2 separate regions of the Hordeum vulgare genome follow, and region 1 is linked to region 2. A link is a contact called in public Hi-C data. All regions are on one chromosome and are shown on one strand. Each heading gives the region's core, a stretch centred on a gene start, on an enhancer-like site or on the middle of the called end of the contact. The rest is flanking DNA. Distances are from core to core; before and after follow the strand shown. Region 1 holds the start of LOC123444796 (protein LIKE COV 2-like). Region 2 holds the start of LOC123444793 (DNA polymerase alpha catalytic subunit).

Region 1 (6,844 bases), core at 738-3,237, 450 kb after region 2:
TTGACAGTTTTTTTGTGCCACGTAGGAAGAGGCTCGTGTGTGGGCGTTAAGTAGTTCGCACACACGCCTGTTTCACGCACGCCCACACGCGGCTGCCAATCCGACATGTGGTGCAACTGACGTCGCGCTCACACGCCCACATGCCTCTCAGTTGCCATGTCTTCATACTGTTACATTGCAACTGAGTGAAATTGTTGTGTCCGCATGCATGTCAGTTGTCATGTCTTCATACTGTTACATGGTAACTGAGTGGAACTGTCGTGCCCTCACGCGTGTCAGTTGTCATGTCTTCTCAGTGTTTACATGTCAATTGAGTGAAACTATCGTGCCAGCATGCCTGTGAGTTGTCATGTCTTCCGAGTGTTACATGGCAACTGAGTGGAAGTGCTGTTCTCGCATGTATGTGAGTTACCCTGTCTTCCCAGTGTTACATGGCAACTGAGTTGAACTGGTTGTGTCCGCATGTCTGTCAATTGCCATGTCTTCCTAGTGTTACATGACAATTGAGTGGAACTGACGTGTCCGCATGCGTGTCAGTTGTCATGTCTTTCCAGTGTTACATGACAACTGAGTGAAACTGTCACGCGGGGACCGCGAGGTGGCAGGCCAGATATGCGGGTCGCGAGGAAGGAGGCCGGACGTGTGGACGTTAGCTGTTTTACCCACACACAGACGTATGGCGTGTTTCCTTTACACACCACATGGAACATGTGGACAACACCCCTTAGAGCATCTCTAGTAGAACCCTCAAACCCTCAAATCTTTAAAAATAACCGCTTTTTTTACAGTTTTCATCGGAAAAACGGCGTAGACTAGAACCCTTAAACCCTTAAACCCGTAAAAAAAAATTAGAGGTCGAACCCTCAAACCCCTTCCCAGCCTGTAGAAGTGAGGGTTGGGGGGGGGGGGAAACTGCCCCCAACCCGCACTCATTTTCCCACATCGCGCGGGAGGAAGTTGGTTCCCGCGCGCGGGAGGAATCCGCAGCGGCCGCCGCCAGCCCGCCGCACTCCGCACTCCAGCCGCCGCCCCGCCGCCCCCCGCGCTCCGGCCGCCGCCCCGGCCCCGGCCCCGGCCCCGCCGCCCCTCTGCGCCCAGGCCCCGGCCCCGCGCTCCAGCCGCCGCCGCCGCGCCCCGCCCGCCGCCGCCGCCCCCCGCGCTCCAGCCGTCGCCGCGCCCCCGCCCGCCGCGGCGCCGCGGCCGCGGCGCCCGGCGGAGCTCCACCGCGCGGTATGCCAGGGAGACGGCCTCGTCTAGGCAGCGCGAGCGCGAGCTCCTCCGCGGCTGAAGTCATTTTTGTATCCTCTGTTCCTCCGCGTGCATGTTCATAGTGTTCAAAACTAGGCTATAAGGGTTGGGTTTGAGGGTTCTAGTCATTGTCTCTGTTTTTCAACCCTTAAAAGTGTCAAAAATTGCCAATTCTCAACCCTTAAAACTGATTTTAGATTTAAGGGTTTGAGGGTTCTACTAGAGATGCTCTTAGTGCCCACACGTTATCAGGATTGTGGCTATCTGACCCGAAATCATCGTTTTAATAATTTTATAAAAACGAAACTGCAATTAACAGGCCGGGGAGAAGTAGCTGACCTGCCTCAGCCCACCCGATAACGATGCGGTGGCCGCAGTCGGGCCCATGGAGAGCGACCGTCGAACAGACCCTGACCGGTCTCCGGCGAACCTCCGTCCGGTCGGATCCGATCAAGCCGACGTCCGTTGCGTCATGCTCGGGCCACCTCAACGCCAGCCTGTCCAACACAGCATCAGCTCTTTCTAAAAAAAAAAAAAACACCAGCTGACCCAACCCGAACCTCGCTGAGGCCGCCACGGCTTGTCGATACCGCCAGGCCGAGCCGACGCGCCACGGACCGCCGCGTGGCGGCAGCCGACGCGAGCTGGCTCGCGCCGTGACAGCTGGGCCCAGCCCGTCATTGGGGGGTCTTCGCTTGGACTTTGGACTTGGTGGCTCCGCCACGCCACCGCTTGACGCCTCCCTTCGCTCGGTTGCGGACTCCGCCCCCAACCCAACCGCTTGCTGCTACTTTCCGCCAGCCGGGGAAAAGGCAGCCGCAGCCGCAGCCAGCGACGCCTCACCCGAACCCCTCCTCCCCCGCCGCAGCGCCCGCCGGAAGGTTCTAGAGAAGGAGGGGGACGACGCCATGGCGGAGGAGAAGGAGTCGACATCGGTCCCGCTCAGCCAGGCGGCGGAGGCCGTCGACCCCGAGGACCCGGCCAAGTCGCCGCCGCGCCCCAGCTCGCCCACCACCTCCACCCGCAAGGTCCGGATCCATCAAACCCCCGCGGCCCAATCGCGCGCGCGTGCCTGTGCCGCTGCCGTAAGGCCCCACCGCTGCCTGTGCTAGTTCGGCAGTTCCCGGCGTGGTTGCGCGCTTCCAGACGGTCGGATCTGCGCGTATGCGGGCACGTTTCCCGTGCCCTCTCTCGTGTGGGGGGTTGATAAATTCAGTATGTTGTGCTTCCAGTGTAGCACTAGGAGTTTAGCTAAGGTTCGATCGAATTGACTAGTTCGGGGGGTTATTGGGGATATGGATGCTCTTCAGGAGACTGGAGCTGTCTTGAAGCTTTCTTCATAGTCAGATTAGTCAAGACGTTCGACCCTCGGTTTTGTTGTCCATTTGTGCCCTGAGGTGGCTTAACTTGAGACATATGCTTAGAACACAATCTCGTATTTGGATACGATTAATTGTTCTTAGCTCCTTAGTGTCCAAGTTACTATTAGTGAATTTGGATGTGCTGGTGTTCCTTTTCTGAAAGATCTGTGAACTGGTGGTACAATGTTCGTACTGGGAAGCCGGAATTGAGAAATGTTGGATGTCTATTTGTGCAGAAATGCGCCTAGTAGCGGTTTGAGGGCTGTGGTGTTGTATTAAGTATATGGAAAACATGGTGAGTGTCGGGATCATACCCTTGTTTAGGTGCCAAGGTAGAACCCAAATATGGGTTTGCACTGCATACTTTATATGGAAAGAGGTTTATGAATGAAAACTTTTAAATTCAGTAACTTGGTAAGCTGAGCATTTTTGTGCTTGATGCATTTCTGTTTATGCCCTTAATTCAAGTACGTAGTACGGATCATTTGCAATCCATGCATTTGTTGCACTTATTAGGATCGTATAGAACTCTGACGCAGCTATCTAATGTTGTGATCTTTTCAATGTTTTACCCAAAAGGAGCTGCATTCACAAGGCAGCTCATTTTTTCATTTCACTAATTTGCTGATGGTTGGTAAATTTTGTGTAGGCATGCTGCGCTGTTCTTCAGAGTTGGGTATCGAGAAAATTTATGACTGGATGGTACATCCTTCACCAGAAATAAGCTAAACTTGTTAACAATATTATGCTTACCGATCTTTTTTTTTCCATACTTTTCCAGTGTGGTTCTTTTTCCTGTTGCTTTCACGTTCTTCATCACATGGTGGTTCGTTCAATTTGTTGATGGATTTTTCAGCCCACTATATGCAAAAATCGGAGTCGACATATTTGGTAATTCTTGTACTTGTACTTTGATGATCATGCTGTTTGTGGCAGTTCTGACTTACTAACTTAGAATTGCAAATACTACTCCATCCGTTCCTTAGTTATTGTTGTGGTTAGAGCATCTCCGGTAGATCCTGCAAAATGACCTCCCGCAATAACCGTTTGCAGTACACCACTAATACTTATATGGGAGCGTGATTGCTCAGGTGGAATAAATCCCGTAAATTGGTACTGCAAATTTAAATAAAAACTTCGCGCTAGAACATGTTCATCACCATAGTGCATACATACGAATATGTACTTCACACTAGAAATTTAACCCTAGTTTTGTGGCGTCCTCACTCGTCGACGTCGAGGTAGAACTTGGCGGCCAACTTGCGGAGCACGTGGGCAAGGTCGTGATCCTCCTTGGCTGCAGCGATGCGGTCGGCGGCACCTTCTTCTTCGGCTGCCACCGCTTTCTCCGAGGCGACGAGCTCCTCATCGGCAGCGTGGGACCTCTTGATGTGCGGCAAGACGTGCTCGTTGAGCACATCGAAGCTCGCCGCTTCGGAGAGGCGGCCATGGTCCCGCGCCTGCCTCGACCACCATGGCTCCACGTCACGGCTGGAGCTGCCGGCCTCCGTGTTGTGTTGTGCGTGCTTGCTCGGAGGCGACCCGACGCTACCGCCACGTCTTCCACCAGCGCCGCCGGCCATCGAGGAGGGGAAAAACAGAGGAGAGGCGAAGGGAATTGCTCGCCATAGTTGGCTAGGGCTCACGGCGAAGAGGAAGAATTGCGGCAGAGGGGATCCGGGAGGCTAACCCTAAAAGCCCCCCCCCCCCCCCCCCCCGTGTGGTGCCGTGTATATAGCGGCGGAGGGGCTGATTTTCCGGGTTGCCCTATATTTTTTACGGGCCGGGCCGATATTTGGGATCTATTCGGGCCACACAAATGCCCAAACCCACATGTCGGCTGGAATTTTCTGGGCTGTCGGCCTTTTACGGGATCTGCTAGAGATGCTCTTACGGAGATAGTACATTGGAACTTCTAGTTCTATATTGTGTGATTATAAAGGAATATCTGGTTGGCAATTGGCATCTCATTCATGCAACCATACACCTACATATTGTAGGCCCTTTGGCAAGCAATCATAATATCCAACTTTATGTTTTAGTAGGATATTACAAGCTAATATTGATGGTATTGGTGACCACATTCTTGAACAATAGCGAATTTTAACTTATATCATCTACTGCAGTAATGATTTTGTAGCACTTAAACATGTATTTATATGGAGTGCAAGTAATTCTCTTCATCATTAAATCAATGTTTATGTTTGTAGCAAGTACTTATTTTTTTCACCCACACTTTGCAGGTCTTGGTTTTCTGACATCTCTGGCATTCATATTTCTGGTTGGAATATTTGTTTCTTCATGGGTGGGTTCAACTGTCTTCTGGGTTGGAGAATGGTTTATAAAGAAAATGCCATTTGTAAAGCACATATATTCGGCATCAAAGCAAGTCAGCACTGCCATTTCACCAGGTTATTCTTCGTATCATATGTGAAGCTTGATCATCTACCTCTCATGTCTTATAGACCGCCTTTAATGTTATTTATTGTCATTACGTAGTTGCCATATCTTGTCAATCAGCACTGGACCGATTGTTTGTGCTATGCTTACAAATGCTCTTCAGACATTTTGCTTAGTGGTTCATACTCCCCCCAGATTGCTTGAATTACATATAAGTTTGCAAACTTAGTAAATAGCACAACATATCTTTGCCTTTCACTGCAAAAACCATGTGAGCTATCTAAGTGCTTTGTCCTTTTTCTAAGTTTTACCCCCATTTTAACTATGTCATAGATCAGTTCTTTGTAGTCCTTTTCGTGCATCTGTTTCACAGCAGGGTTATATTGTGTTGAATTTGTTCTGTTTGTAAAAGAGTATCACAGGACCTGCTGCGCATGATGACTTATTACATATCTTTTACAGATCAAAATACGACAGCATTTAAAGAGGTTGCGATAATTCGACATCCACGTGTTGGTGAATACGCATTCGGATTTATAACATCAACTGTTGTTCTCCAGGTATTTATTTTTCACAAGGATCTTGCTATAGTTTGGTTATAAGCAATGTGTTATTGAGACGCCCGTTCTATATGGGCAATATATGTTTCATATGGTACAATTACAGCTGTTTAATGGTCTCCTGTTGTGTTATGCTACAGACAGACAAAGGTGATGAGGAATTGTGTAGTGTTTATGTGCCGACAAATCATCTATATATTGGTGATATATTTCTGCTGAACTCTGAAGAGATCATCAGACCAAACTTATCCATTCGAGAAGGAATTGGTATGATGTCTATTTCGCTTTACAGGCTTCTCCCTGTGTTTGTTTCTTGCTGGCTAGAGCTGTGAGCTGATAATGAAACTTCCCTGAAATCATTTGATCCTACAGAAATTATCGTTTCTGGAGGAATGACCATGCCACAGGTAATTGCATCGCTAGACCCCATCCCAAGGAAGAGCCAGAGCATCCGCCTAAATAGAATAATGACATGAGGATGGGTGAGTCGTCAAAACAATGGTCGAGTAGTGAGTACCATGAGCTCAGTTTGCTCTAACCATTCTGCTTCATGCTTACTGATATTGGCTTGCACATCAAGCAGATCGCGAATGAGTGGATGGGACTCCACTGCTGTTCGTTTGTTACGTGTAAAATGTCAAGGTTGGATACGGGAACATGATGAACAAGCTGGACGGAAGCATCGTATCGATGCCCTGGAATACTGTTATATGGCACATGTTGCTTTTCTCTGTGTTTGCTGACTGGTCCAAAGTGTTAACTTCTATGTACTGCTGGTGTACAACTAGTGTGCCTGATTACATTCATTTGTAAGAATGAGATGTGTAATACCATGTCGATTTTGTTACTATAATATACCCCCTCCATCTCAAAATATAAGAGTGTTTTTTAACACTAGTGTAGTGTCAAAAACGCTCTTATATTATGGGACGGAGGGAGTACATACCATGCTGACTGGTTTCATAGAGCATCTATTTCTTTCATATGGTCTGCTGTGATATATAGTACTCCCTTCGTCCCAAAATAAGTGTCTCAACTTTGTATTAGCTCTAGTACAAATTTGTATTAAGCTTGAGACAGTTATTTTGGGACGGAGGGAGTAGTAAAAGACCATGAATGCTCCTTTCTCAGTTTTGCGCATTTTGCTGGTCCAGTTTTGGAGTGTAGAGTTCTTTAACAGTGATATTATCATTTAATCTATTTTGGAGGGGTGAGGTGTTTTACCAGTGGTATCAAGTTTATTTAACAAAATAGGATCAGTGACAGTGAGATTTA
Region 2 (6,269 bases), core at 869-3,368:
GTCGCATCCAACCAGATGGGGCGGCGCGGTGACCCACTCGTGGAGACAGCCGGTCCATTGGTAGACCTCCGGCTGCGGCTCCGTGGGCTGGGGCTCGGTCTTTGGCGGAGGGGGCACGATGCACTCGACGGCAGCGGACAGCACGATGGCCTCCACGAGCTGCGTCTCGTATGCCGCGTTCTCCTTCTCAGCCTTGCGACGCTCTTCCTCCTGGTCCTCGTCGCGAACGACGGGCGGGGCGGCGAAGGGCACGACTGCACGTCGCGCACGCGCGCGGGCACTGCTCCTCGTGCTCGAGCGCAAATCATACCTCCGAGTCACGTGAGTTGCTGCTGCCGCAAGTGACTCACCTCCTCCGCGTGCCCCCGCGCCGACCACGACACAGCCGACACCGGGATCCTCTTCAGATCCAAATGCCAGTCGTGCGGGAGGGTCACGTCCGGGTTACGACAGCGGGATGCGGTGCTCCCAGTGCCACTCTCCTTGATGCACCGGGACGCTGATCCGCTGGCGAGGCCGGCGGGGAGACGCTAGTGGGGGGAGCGCGCAGGGATGGACGACGGGGGACTTGCCCTTGTTCTGGGCGAAGAAGCCGACCATGGGCGATGGTAGGGCTTGGTCACCGATGAGAGAGCAGAGAGGTAGCGAGATGGGGACGGGGTTTTGGAAGCAGATGAGGCCGAACCCCACCGCATGCTCGAATTAAAAAAAAAAGATCGCGGTCGCTGACACATGGGCCCGTGAAAGGCGGGCGTCATTAATTAAGTTGACCACGGGTAGTTGGACGGCCGCCGGGTGTGAATGGAGCGGACACCGAAAGGGCGCATGCGTCTGCGCCGACGGAATTCAACCCCAAATTTGGGCTGAAAATGGATCGACGTGGACGCAAAGCGAACACGTTTTGATAATGAATCCGCACGTTGGACCATCGTTTTCCTCAGATTGCAACAAAGTGAGCTTAATCCCTAAAGGATAGCCCATAACTAGGAAACTCCTACCCGTCGCTCATTGCGGTAGGAAAGAGCTGCAGCGCACATGGAAGCGCGAACAATTTTGATAGTAAATTATAAAACTCTGATCAATTTTGAGAAATTGCGAACAAATTTTTAGAGGAAAATATTTTTTGAATCCCGAGAACAAAATTTTGAAAAATAAAACAAGTTTGGAAAACCTGAACTAATTCGAAAGCGCGAACAAATTTTTAAAATACTCACATATTTTGAATTCTGAGAACAAATTTTAAAATCGAGAATAATTTTGAAAAATCCTAAACAAATTTGGAAGCGCGGACAATTTTTTATAGCCCAAACATTTTTTGAATCTTTAGAACAAAATTTTGAAAACCCCAAACAAATTTGGAAGCGTGAACAATTTTGAACATTTTTTAAAACAATGAAAAAAATTTGGAAGCGTGAACAATTTTTTAAAGTATGAACATTTTTGTAATCTTGAAAACAGATTTTTAAACCAAGAACAATTTTGAAAAATCATAACAAATCTTGAAGGCCAAACAATTTTTTTGAACATGTTTAAATGAAAAACAAAATTTTAAACTGAGAAATTTTTACGAACATTTTTGAAATTGTAAGAACATTTTTTGAAAATCCAAAACATTTTTTGAAAAACCCAGAATTTTTTTTAGAAAATAAAAACATTTTGCGAATTTGAGCACCAATTTTTGACAGAAGATTTTTTGTATTTATGAATGAAGTTTGGAAAACGATAAAGTTTTGTAATTTGAAACATTTGCCACCCTGTATGCGTTTGCCCGACTATTTGCCCAAAGAGCGGCAAATATGTTTGCCACAAAGAGCGGCAAATAGGGTATTCCGGTGATAGCTGTAGCAAGCCCAGAACGCCGAGTGTCTTTTTAGGAAAGGCCCAGTTACGCGTGGATGTGCTGCTTCTTCTCCAACCGATCTGAAAAACCCTAGACCCAGCGGCTACCGCTCCCCCGAAAACTCTGCGCGCCAAATGCTCGAACACCTTCCCGCCAAAGCCACACCCGCACATTCGCAATAGATCCACGCTCTCCCCGCCTGCGCGCGATTCAGAGAAAGAGCCCGAGGGAGAGATACGAGAGAGAGAGAAAGGGGGAGCAAAAGAGAAGGCGAAGCCATGGACGACGCTCCCGCCGACGCCTCCGGCCGCCGCACGCGCACCCGGGGCACCGAGGCGGTGGCGCGCTCCGCGGCGCTCGAGCGCCTCCGCGCCATCCGCGGCGGCGGCGCCCGCTCCGCCGCCGCCGTCCAGGTGCGGATGGAGGACCCGATCTACGACACCGTCGCCGAGGAGGACTACGCCGCCCTCGTCGCCCGCCGCCGCGAGGACGCCGGCGCCTTCATCATCGACGACGACGGCCTCGGCTACGTCGACGACGGCCGCGAGGAGGACTGGACCCACCGCGCCCTCCCTTCCTCCTCCGACGAGGGATCTGGCGCCGAGGATGGCGCCCCCCGCAAGCGGAAGCAGCCGCGCCCTCCCCAGGCGAAGCGTCCGCCCCAGCAGTCTTCTGCCATGGCGTCCCTCTCCGCCGCCGGTGCGATGACGGGCAAGGACCGCCTCTCCGCCATGTTCACCTCCTCCTTTTTTAAGAAGTCGGGCAGCGACCGCACCAGGGGCTCGTCCCTGGCCGCGGACAGCATCGTGGACGACGTCATCGCCGAGTTCGCCCCCGATGAGAAAGATCGCGAGGAGCGCCGTCGTCGCGTTGGCAGGGTCTCTGCCCCGACTCCGCCGCCTGCTCCAGTTGCCCAAATTAAGGCAATTCAACCAGCCGTACATGCTGAAATGGAGGTTAGATCGGATAATGGGCACGAGGCTGATGGGGTTTCAGACCATGGAAATGATATGGAGGTGGAATTGCAGCCAGAGGTGGAACTGAAGCCTGATGTGGAAATGCAACCCAAATTAGAAGCAGCTCCAGGTTCTAGTGCTGAATTGGTTGATGAAAATAAGAGCTCGGAGGAACTGAAGCAAGAGGCTAATGGGGAGGTGAAGATAGAGAAGGTGCACCGTTTAAATGCTAAGATTAAGGCAGAGGGCACCAAGAATGGTGATATGTTGAGTGCAACAGCAGGTTGGATGAAGATATGTGGGGATGGGGAGAATGGAGGAGGCGAGGGAGAGGTGGCTGTTCATGCTACCGCCGATGTCGATGAAAGCTCGGAGTTTGAGCTGAAGGATGGAGCCCTGCCGTTCTATGTGCTGGATGCATATGAGGAGCCCTTTGGTATCAATTCAGGCACAGTCTATTTGTTTGGGAAGGTAAATGTCATTCCTACTAAGTTTCTATTGAAGTATTCTGGTAAATCATCCTTATAAGAGACATATGTATAGTTGCCGACATCTGTCGAAGTGCTTTGTTTTTGTTCACACAATATTCACCAGCACCAAAATAAGTGATTCTTTAGCTTTTAGCGGATAGCTGATTTATATAAATTATTATGTGGTGCTTCATGTATTTTAGTGAATGAATCAATGTATTCCATAGGCACGGATCATTACTTCCATAAAGTACACTATTTTTCTTTGAAGCTCCATTTATTGCTATGGTCAAGCATGTCAACTTTTTTGAATAGTTGCATGTTCTATTGGATTATCAGCTATTACATGTTTGCAGCTCTAGGTTATACACTGGACTCTTTTGACCGACCGCTTTTCTTTGTAGGTTGTAATAGGCAAGAGGTTCCATAGTTGCTGTGTCGTTGTAAAAAATATGCAAAGGTGCATATATGCAATCCCAAGCAGTTCAGTATTCCCAAGGGACACAATATCAAGGATAGAGAAGAACTCCACAAGTTCTGATGCTTTGCCATCACTTCGAGCAACTTTACATGTGAGTTATTGATTATTTTCATGTACTAAGCTAAATGTTCATTGCAACATATTTATCTCATATGCACACTGCATATCGTTTTACCAGGAGTTGTCATCTGGACTAAAGAGTGAAATAGCTGACAAGTTGTCTGACCTCAATGTTTCAAATTTTGTGATGACTCCAGTCAAGGTTTGTAGGTGGAACCATCCTGTAACTTCAACCCCTGTAATATCCTTGTCTGTGCTAATTTTTCATTTTGGCATGCCTTAGAGGAACTATGCATTTGAGAGGACCGATGTGCCAACCGGTGAGCAGTATGTCCTGAAAATCAATTACCCATACAAGGTATGTTTCTTGAGCAATGCATCTTCTGTCTCGTATTCCCTTTTTTACTTATATCATATGCATTTTTGTAGGATCCTGTGGTACCAGCTGACCTTAGAGGTGAACATTTCCATGCGTTACTTGGGACAAACAATAGGTACGATTCATAAAATGTGCGACCCATGCTATGCACAGCAATTCCAGTGTTGTAGTCTGCATGCCAAATCCTTTCCTCACACTGTAACCATTGTACCTTTTCAGTGCACTTGAGCTGTTTCTCATCAAAAGGAAGATCAAGGGTCCTTCATGGCTATCCATTTCTAAATTTGTGGCATGTCCATCTACTCAGCGGGTATATCCTTGACCTCATGCTGTCCTCTCATTCCAGGCTGTGTTTTATATCTAAGTTATCTGGTTCTCTTAGTCTTGTAGCTCCTGCCTGATTCTTTGTTGCATTATATTGGTGGTGCTGATGGTTTTTGGCGTTTCCACAGGTCAGCTGGTGTAAATTTGAAGTTACAGTCGACTGCCCAAAAGACATTTCTGTTTTGATGACAAGTACTACACTGGAAGTCCCCCCAGTTGTAGTTGCTGCTGTTAATCTTAAAACTATCATAAATGAGAAACACAACGTGCATGAGATTGTGTCAGCATCAGTCATATGCTGTCACCAAGTAAAAGTAAGCATGCTAATCTGGGGTTGAAGTATTTTATTCTAGTATTTGTTTGTACATATGTAATCAGTTTAGGTATCAGGTAGGTAAATGTTTATCTTTGTCTTGTGGAACAAAATTTTCTAGAAAAGCTGACATACCTTGGCAATGATGTATCAAGCAAATGGAACCTTCCATGCCTCTGAATATATGAAGCAGTTCTTTTTAGACAAACTGATGCACTTTGGGTTTATCTGAAACAATTATCGAGCCTACATATTGTGAAATTATTTTATAAGCTGGAGACATGTTATACCAAATAAACGTTGTTTGCCTTTTGGGGTAATTTCAGATTGATACTCCAATGCGTTCTGAAGATTGGCAGAAACGGGGCACGATCAGCCATTTTACTGTTATGCGCAAGCTTGAAGGTAGCATTTTTCCTATAGGCCTCACCAAAGAAGCTTCTGATAGGAACCAGAAGGCTGGTAGCAACGTGCTGGCACTAGAGAGCAGGTGGGTACTGTTGTTGCTTTTGCATTTTACATGTTCCTTTGAACAAATCTGAGTTCTCATCTTTGCATTTATTAATCTTTCCTGTTCCATTTTCAGCGAACGTGCTTTGTTAAATCGCTTGATGATTGAACTTAGTAAACTTGATTGTGATGTACTTGTGGGGCACAACATTTCGGGATTTGACCTGGATGTCCTTCTGCACCGTGCTCAGGTTTTTATAATTATATTTCTGGTTTATCTTTATACCTTTATAGAACCTGTACCAGTAGCTCCCTGTTCTCCTTGGTAACTTATGCCTTTTTCTTCTAGACCTGCAAAGTAGCAAGCAGCATGTGGTCCAAAATTGGTCGCCTTAGAAGATCAGTAATGCCCAGGCTTACCAAAGGAAACACACTATATGGTTCTGGGGCAAGTCCAGGAATTATGTCCTGCATTGCTGGCCGTCTCCTCTGTGACACCTACTTATGCTCTCGCGATCTTCTGCGGGAGGTAACCAGCATTTTAACTGTTTGGTGCAATCTTAAAGCCAAACTTAACAACTCTAACCTATACGTTTTACGCAGGTGAGTTATTCTCTGACACAACTTGCAGAGACGCAATTGAAAAAAGACAGAAGAGAGGTTTCACCACATGATATTCCTCCAATGTTCCAATCATCGGGAACACTTCTAAAGCTGGTGTGGTTTCTTTGAATTCAAAAATCATGCTTACTTCTTTCAAGAGAATGCCATGTCTTAAGAATTATGAACTGAAGCAATCTGTACCAATTTATCATCCTCATGTAGGTTGAGTGTGGTGAGACTGATGCATGGCTTTCTTTGGAGCTCATGTTCCACTTGAGTGTTCTCCCGCTTACACGCCAACTGACAAATATTAGTGGTAATCTGTGGGGAAAAACTCTCCAGGTATACCATCATTATTTTTATGCAAAGTTACATCTGCAACAACGCAGTCTT

Evidence for each region. A called contact is a pair of places that touch in the nucleus more often than the background predicts.
Region 1: a contact with region 2 is called in a Hi-C map of seedling, with 5 times the contacts expected there. The contact joins the promoter of LOC123444796 here to the promoter of LOC123444793 in region 2. A contact is called at or near these places in 2 of 6 Hi-C or Micro-C datasets (leaf and seedling).

Annotation. Positions count from the first base shown.
Region 1 is chr3H:537,109,613-537,116,456 of MorexV3_pseudomolecules_assembly, forward strand. LOC123444796 (protein LIKE COV 2-like) reads left to right here and starts at 1,988. Exons shown (of 8, transcript XM_045121644.1): 1 at 1,988-2,276; 2 at 3,259-3,311; 3 at 3,391-3,500; 4 at 4,853-5,020; 5 at 5,472-5,569; 6 at 5,710-5,836; 7 at 5,942-6,051; 8 at 6,153-6,402. The coding sequence starts at 2,157. The coding sequence ends at 6,045.
Region 2 is chr3H:536,660,733-536,667,001 of MorexV3_pseudomolecules_assembly, forward strand. LOC123444793 (DNA polymerase alpha catalytic subunit) reads left to right here and starts at 2,119. Exons shown (of 31, transcript XM_045121642.1): 1 at 2,119-3,267; 2 at 3,671-3,838; 3 at 3,926-4,009; 4 at 4,091-4,165; 5 at 4,237-4,301; 6 at 4,406-4,496; 7 at 4,639-4,824; 8 at 5,150-5,313; 9 at 5,410-5,524; 10 at 5,623-5,802; 11 at 5,877-5,990; 12 at 6,099-6,218. The coding sequence starts at 2,119.